Regions from separate parts of the Mus musculus genome. Here region 2 is linked to region 1. Evidence: chromatin contacts called from public Hi-C data. All regions are on one chromosome and are shown on one strand. Each heading gives the region's core, a stretch centred on a gene start, on an enhancer-like site or on the middle of the called end of the contact. The rest is flanking DNA. Distances are from core to core; before and after follow the strand shown.

Evidence for each region. Hi-C and Micro-C count contacts between places; a contact is called where the count stands out from the background.
Region 2: a Hi-C map of the N1E-115 cell line shows a contact between it and region 1, with 4 times the contacts expected there. The contact joins two enhancer-like sites. A contact is called at or near these places in 8 of 484 Hi-C or Micro-C datasets (the C2C12 cell line, the HL-1 cell line, the N1E-115 cell line and 4 more) and 1 of 115 datasets of contacts at active chromatin or transcription factors (embryonic fibroblasts).

Annotation. Positions count from the first base shown.
Region 1 is chr8:36,923,716-36,926,724 of GRCm38.p6, forward strand. All of the region lies in intron 2 of Dlc1 (deleted in liver cancer 1), which reads right to left. Among named protein-coding and RNA genes, the nearest start is that of Dlc1, 27 kb to the right of the region's middle. Within about 2 kb of position 1,651, at least 15 of the 459 cell types and tissues checked have an H3K27ac peak or open chromatin away from gene starts, as enhancers often do. A contact at or near this core is called in the N1E-115 cell line, where this site is marked.
Region 2 is chr8:37,060,779-37,063,968 of GRCm38.p6, forward strand. No RefSeq gene overlaps it. Among named protein-coding and RNA genes, the nearest start is that of G630064G18Rik, 38 kb to the left of the region's middle. Within about 2 kb of position 1,448, at least 13 of the 459 cell types and tissues checked have an H3K27ac peak or open chromatin away from gene starts, as enhancers often do. A contact at or near this core is called in the N1E-115 cell line, where this site is marked.

The DNA.
Region 1 (3,009 bases), core at 401-2,900:
TTCATTCAATGACTTCACGGTTTCAGTGAAACATTTGATTGTTTCCTGAGACTTTATGTCTGTGGTTTTTATAATATTGATTTCCATGAGAACAGTTAAAATAGCCCAGAGACAGCCTTATCCCCCAGTCCTACAAGTACAAAATCCAGGGTGCATACTTCAAAGCTCAAGTAAGGCACAATGAAAAGAAATCCCCCATTTGGAATGGGACCCTTACCTAATACTGTTCAACAGACATGTTTATGATTTATATCTTGCATTATGCTGAACCATGGAATTAGTACACTGATGTTTCAGTGCATAATATTGCATGTGGTTCCAATATTGGTTCTATTGACTATTGCAGTATAATATATGGCTGAAGTTACTTATTTACTCATTATATTGCCATAAACAAGGCATAAACTCCTTTATGTTAAGAGCATCTATAAGTCTGGCAAAAATATAAAAGTCATGGGAAAGAGGAGGTACTTAGTAAAAGCTCAATTGACCAATGCCAATAGGTGAAGGGAATAATGATAAAGCTATATAGCTAATGTCGATCATGTGGATGGTCTACATTTGTTCTCTCAAATGATTTCCCCCCTTCAGTTATTCCCAGACATTTCAGCTTACTGTCAAATCTGTAACTAGGTCAATTTAGTAAAGCAATAAAAACGATCACTGTGTATACTAATGATAATTATAGGCACATGGTGTTCACTCTCTGTCAGGCTCTGTCTTGATGACATGTCTATTCATATATGTGAGCACAGATGCTCTTCTCAGTAACAGAGCGACACTATATTATACGTATGAAAAAGCTGAAGCAGAGAGATTAAAATGATATGCCACATCACCAAGTTGTAAGTGAGAGAAACCCAGGCAGCTTGGCCTCAGCATCTGCTGGCTTAACTCCTGTCTTCCACATCTGGCACTGGAGCAAGGAAGCTGCTGAATCTTCCCATGGACCATGTGGTCCTCCAGAATTTTCTGGATGTGCTGCTATACATAGATGGTGCAAACTCAGGCTACATTAGCATTTGGCTGACTGCAAGCCATAATAATTTTGCAAAATCTTCATTCATTTGACAGCCAGATTTTTGCCTCATTTTTTTCAATGAAAAATTATTCTAGCTCTACGCTTTGTACCTATTCAATCACAATTTATGGCTCTTTTAATGTTCCTAAGAATCTCATAAAGGAAAGACAATTGTCCCTAAATTCAGAGACATGTATAAATCACAGAGTTTGAATCACATCCCTGATTTAGGTTGGACTCATTCCCTTATCATGGCTTACTTTCTTGGCAAGAAAAATCCAGCTCAGACTAAGCTATTCATTTTCTAGAGCAAATAGCAACGCTAATTCAACATTTCTAAAATCTCTCGGCTAATTTTCAATGCATATAAAATGCAATAAACCCCTCTGAAGTTTTCACTAGCTTAAGAAATGGAACCTGAAATCCAAGAGGTCCATCAATCACTTGTTTTGTTCCTAAGCCGATATAAAACTGGAACAGGAAGAGAAAGAGCAAAGATGCACGCTTTCTATTTGTTTAGTTAATTCTAATGATTCCTAAGAAAATTCCCGAGAATTCTCTGTCCACAGAAAGGGACAGAGATGTTGTGGGCAGCGAAGGGTGTGGTTCTTTCTAGGAACAAAGCCAGAAGACAAGCAGATCCTCTTGGCACCATTGTGTCTGGTGCCCAGATAACAGTGGCAGGGTTCTGCTACATGGGTTATGCAAGATCTTTATCAACTCCTGTGAATATTGCCATTCCCCCCCCCAACCCCCCAGGGAGGCAGCTAAAAGATCTGGTGGTTTTCTTTGGTATTAGAAGATTAAATAATTAGTCTTGGTTTATAGTAACAGAAATCTATGAGGAGGAAACACAGTCAACATCTCTATTACCATCATCTGTATTGTGGAGTTGGCTCTCAAGCAACCATTCATTCCCTGAAATAACACCATACAAGTGTTTTAATTCTCACTCCAATAAAAGCTGATGCCCAATAAAAGTGAACTTATTAACGATAGCATTAATAAAGAGCACAAGCTGGCAGATTGGCCCACTCATTAGATCAGAGGCCTATAACACATTATAACTAGTTTTTTTTGGAGACTACTCAGAAGTAGAAACTCTTAGATCTAATTGCTTCCTTTCAGAATGTATAGGTATATCTATGTGTGCATAGACATTTATATATAACATTTTCCCTCAGTGACGTCTGGCAGCAAAGCTTTCACTGTCTGTGGTATTCTCCATAGGTATTACAGAGAAACTTACTGGGGTCTGAAATGTTCTAAACACATTGCCCTTCCTCTTTCTATACTTTCCCTGCCATTCTCATCACGCCCACCCTTCTTTCTCTTCATATTCCCCTCTGTCCACCTCCTCTTCCTCTTTCTTATTACACTTTCCACCATTCAGGGACAGCCTTGTATGCTAGCAAGCAGAAGACCTGCTTGGCTTTTACACAGGGATTTAGGAGATGTGAGGGCCTCTGCTGTGTGGCTGCTGCTGCTGTTCCCAGTATCTACATCCTTCTGTACCATCCCTAGCTTCCTCAAAGTGACATTAGCTGGAAACAATGTGGAATTCCTAGCTTAGTGACCTCACAACCAGCTTAACTGTGTGCTTCACTTTCAGCATATGTCTTAATTAACTAAAAATATAGCCATGAATTTTTGTGGTAATATATTGCTAAAATTACACACACACACACATACACACACACACACACACACACACACACACATACACACACATATGCTAAAGTCAATGTTAATGGATTTTCTATCACTTTGCATTTCTATCCTATTCACTCCTCCCCAGAGGCAAGCAATCATATTCTAAATACTATTTCTTACAGTAGTCATGTGATTAATGGATTCTGATCGATCATTAACTTTTCAACTTGAGATGTACTTAGAACCAGGTCTTACATTATTTCTTTCTTTCCCTGATTCCCTCATGCCTTGTTGCAGGAAGGAGACTGTAGTATAAAGCGTAGACGATTTGGTCA
Region 2 (3,190 bases), core at 198-2,697, 140 kb after region 1:
TCTTCCTATAGCTTCCTTCTGTGATGGGGGGGGGGAATCTGAGAGTTGTAAGTGGAAATAAAACATTTTCTCCCAAAGTTGGTTTTGGTCAGGGTTTTATTAACTGTAATAGAAAGCAAAGTAACACAGCATCTAACGTTTCTTTTCTATTGTCTTCAAAACTTCTTCCTCCCTCCCCATCATTTTGAGGATAACTTAGCTTTGAGGATTCTTTAGGATAATTTAGATTTCTTCCCTCATTTTCTGGCTTGGTTCTCAGGACTCTGGTTCCCAGTAGCCTACTTGCTCCATCTGCTTTCTTCCTTAAGTTCTCAATACTCGGCTCTTATTTCCCCATCATAGCAAAGATATTCTTTAAGACCCATTGTTAAAAAGAATAGGATACTGGAAGAAAATCTGTGCTTGTCCAAGTCTTTGCACAAAGGTCATCAGATGAATTGGAATACTTTATCTCCATCTCCCTGCCAAGTTCAGAAACAGAGATTTAACTTGGACTTAGTAGTTTACTCTATAAAGGCCTTCCATCAACCCATTCATCAATAGGATATTCATCTCTTCAGCTCCTATGTTGTACCGGACATATTCCATGTAGTATTGATGGAGATTCTAACAGCAGAGCCTTCTCAACGCTCTTACTATCTCGTTACTAATACGAGCTTTATATTTTCCCATCTTAATGATTCTCTCCTGTTGTCCTTGACTGTTTTCTCTCCAGTTAATCTCTTCTTTGCACATAGTGGGTCAGCATTGGGAAGTGCTACTTTGTTAAGTAGGACAGGTCTTCTTGAAATCAGGAAGGGCATCTTTCCACAGATAGGAGGGAAACTAACACGACTTTTAAAGGTAAACGGCACTGCTGGTCTAAATCCCCACTGTAAGCATTCAGACAAATTCTCTGAAGCAACCCGGGGTGCTGTCAAATGCCTGGGATCTTCAGAACTTCACATTTCAGCAGCCTTTCCCACGCTCTTACAAATATTGATCATGGCCTGGTTTGCTTGATCAGAACCGTTTTTTTGACCAGTAAGAGAATGCCCATCTCAGTTATCAACAACTCTACACTTCCTACTTCCTACTGTTTGAGGACCTTGGCAAGTTTGGGGGACATAAGCCAGACTTCTACCCTCAAGTCCACACCCCCCCTAGTTGTTCACTAGTCAAGATTTACCACTTGCTCTGTGCCAAGGAAGAAGGCCATTGGGACAAAGGACCTTTGGTCTCTAATCTGCATGAAAGCCTTTTAAGGTGAATGAATACGGAGTAGGGAAATCTTTCTACACCTACAGGGAAAATTGTCAGTAAAATAGAAGTTCTCTTTCATCTCTAACCTTCATCCTTCACCTGAAAAGTAGGACTGGATACAGAGGGGCTCTGTGGGATGAATTCAGAACGCAGCTGGGAAGGCCCGAAGCAATGCCTCAGTGAGCGTGCCTAGCACCCAGCTGGGAGTGGAGAGAGCAGTGTGCAGGGGCAGGAACGTGAGGGAACAGCTCTCAGGAATGTCTTAGGTGGGAGGGCATTTTCTTTTACCTGGTAGTTTAGGAAGAGGAACCTGTCACATCGCACATGATTTTCAGTGAAAGAAAGGGAGGAAGAGAAGCAACCTTTCCAGCTTTCTCAGGACTCAGAAGAAAAAGACATACCTCCTGCACACCATTAGTGATGGGCACATGACTCCATCCTCCTTCAGGATGGTTGAACCAAAGCCTCAGAGCAACAGCGCCACCTTCTGGACGGAAATGCACACACTTAGAGAACAGTTCCTCCATTTGAGACTGAAGAAAATGTGCACCCTGACAGGGATCTCAATGCCATTGGGAAGTAATTTCAGTGTTTTCAGTGTGGTCTGAAGATTATTCCCTTATAAGCAACTCTTTGAAATTTTTTGAAACCACAGGATTTTGAATGTTTATTCTTAAGCCTTCAGATAGTATAAGGGCCATGGTTTATAAACATGCTCTAGTTTGGAAATTATTAAGCAACATAACTGAGCAACTCAGCCCATCACTTATTGTTTACATCATGTTTATGTGTGTGAAACAAACACGGAATAATACAATGACGTCATGCTTCAGCTTAAAACCGAGCTGCTTTAACGGAGAGTCATAATGCCCTACATGGTTCTGCTTTTGCCCATTTCCACCTTTCCTCCCTCCGTTTTCCCAGCATTACATAGTCACACAGTGAAGACCTTGGTTTGTTTTGTCCTTGTACAAGTTATTTTCTTTGATTAGAGCAAGGCTGTCTTTCTTTGGTAAGAAGCCCTTTTTGTTTGTTTACTTTTGGGGGATACTAGAGATAGACCCGGAGATTCAGACATTTTAGATGAGTACTCAACCCCCACATCACATCCCCAGTGCAAGCAGCCTTCATTCTCTCTCTCTCTCTCTCTCTCTCTCTCTCTCTCTCTCTCTCTCTCTCTCTCTCTCTCTCTCTCTCTCTCTCTCTCTTTCTCTCTCTCTCTCTGTGTGTATTAAAAGAGATGGACATTGTCTGATTTTCCTCAGGTTAGACATTGCCCTCTATTCTGTTCACTGTCATTTCTTAAGCACTTCGAATATGGCAGGTACTTAACTAAATGTAATACTAATTCTTGGTAATACCCTAAATATGATATAAAATTCTCTTAATATGATGATCTGAAGAAATGATTTTTGTTTAAAATGCTTTACATAAATGGTTATGCAAACATATTTTAACAGAATAAATACAAGTCAGCGTGAAATTGAGATGTATTTCCAACGCATTAGCATGTAAGAATGTGTATTTATGAGAGTGTGTATTTATGTATTTATTTTTTAAAGTGTTTTGGGGTCAGTGTTTACATTTGTTACACGATTTCATAATCACAGCAACTCCATGCAGCATGTCCAATGATCTTTTTCTAGACAGTTATTTAATTTCACTTCACTTTGGCAGTAAATTTAAAGAACTTGGATACTCACATGTGACATCAGACGCCATTCCAACTTAGATGCCCCCTTAAGTGGAGTGCAGCTTCATATACCGTGAGGATCTTAGAAAAGACTCTAGACACGAGAAATGTCTCCACGAGGACTCCATTAAAATTTATGTGAACATGAACAAGTATCCTATCACTGCACTGACTAGTGCAGTTGTTACTGACATGAATTAAGATTTCAGTAGCCAGCTTGTCTAACACACTTCAGAAGATACTAGAGCCTTCTCA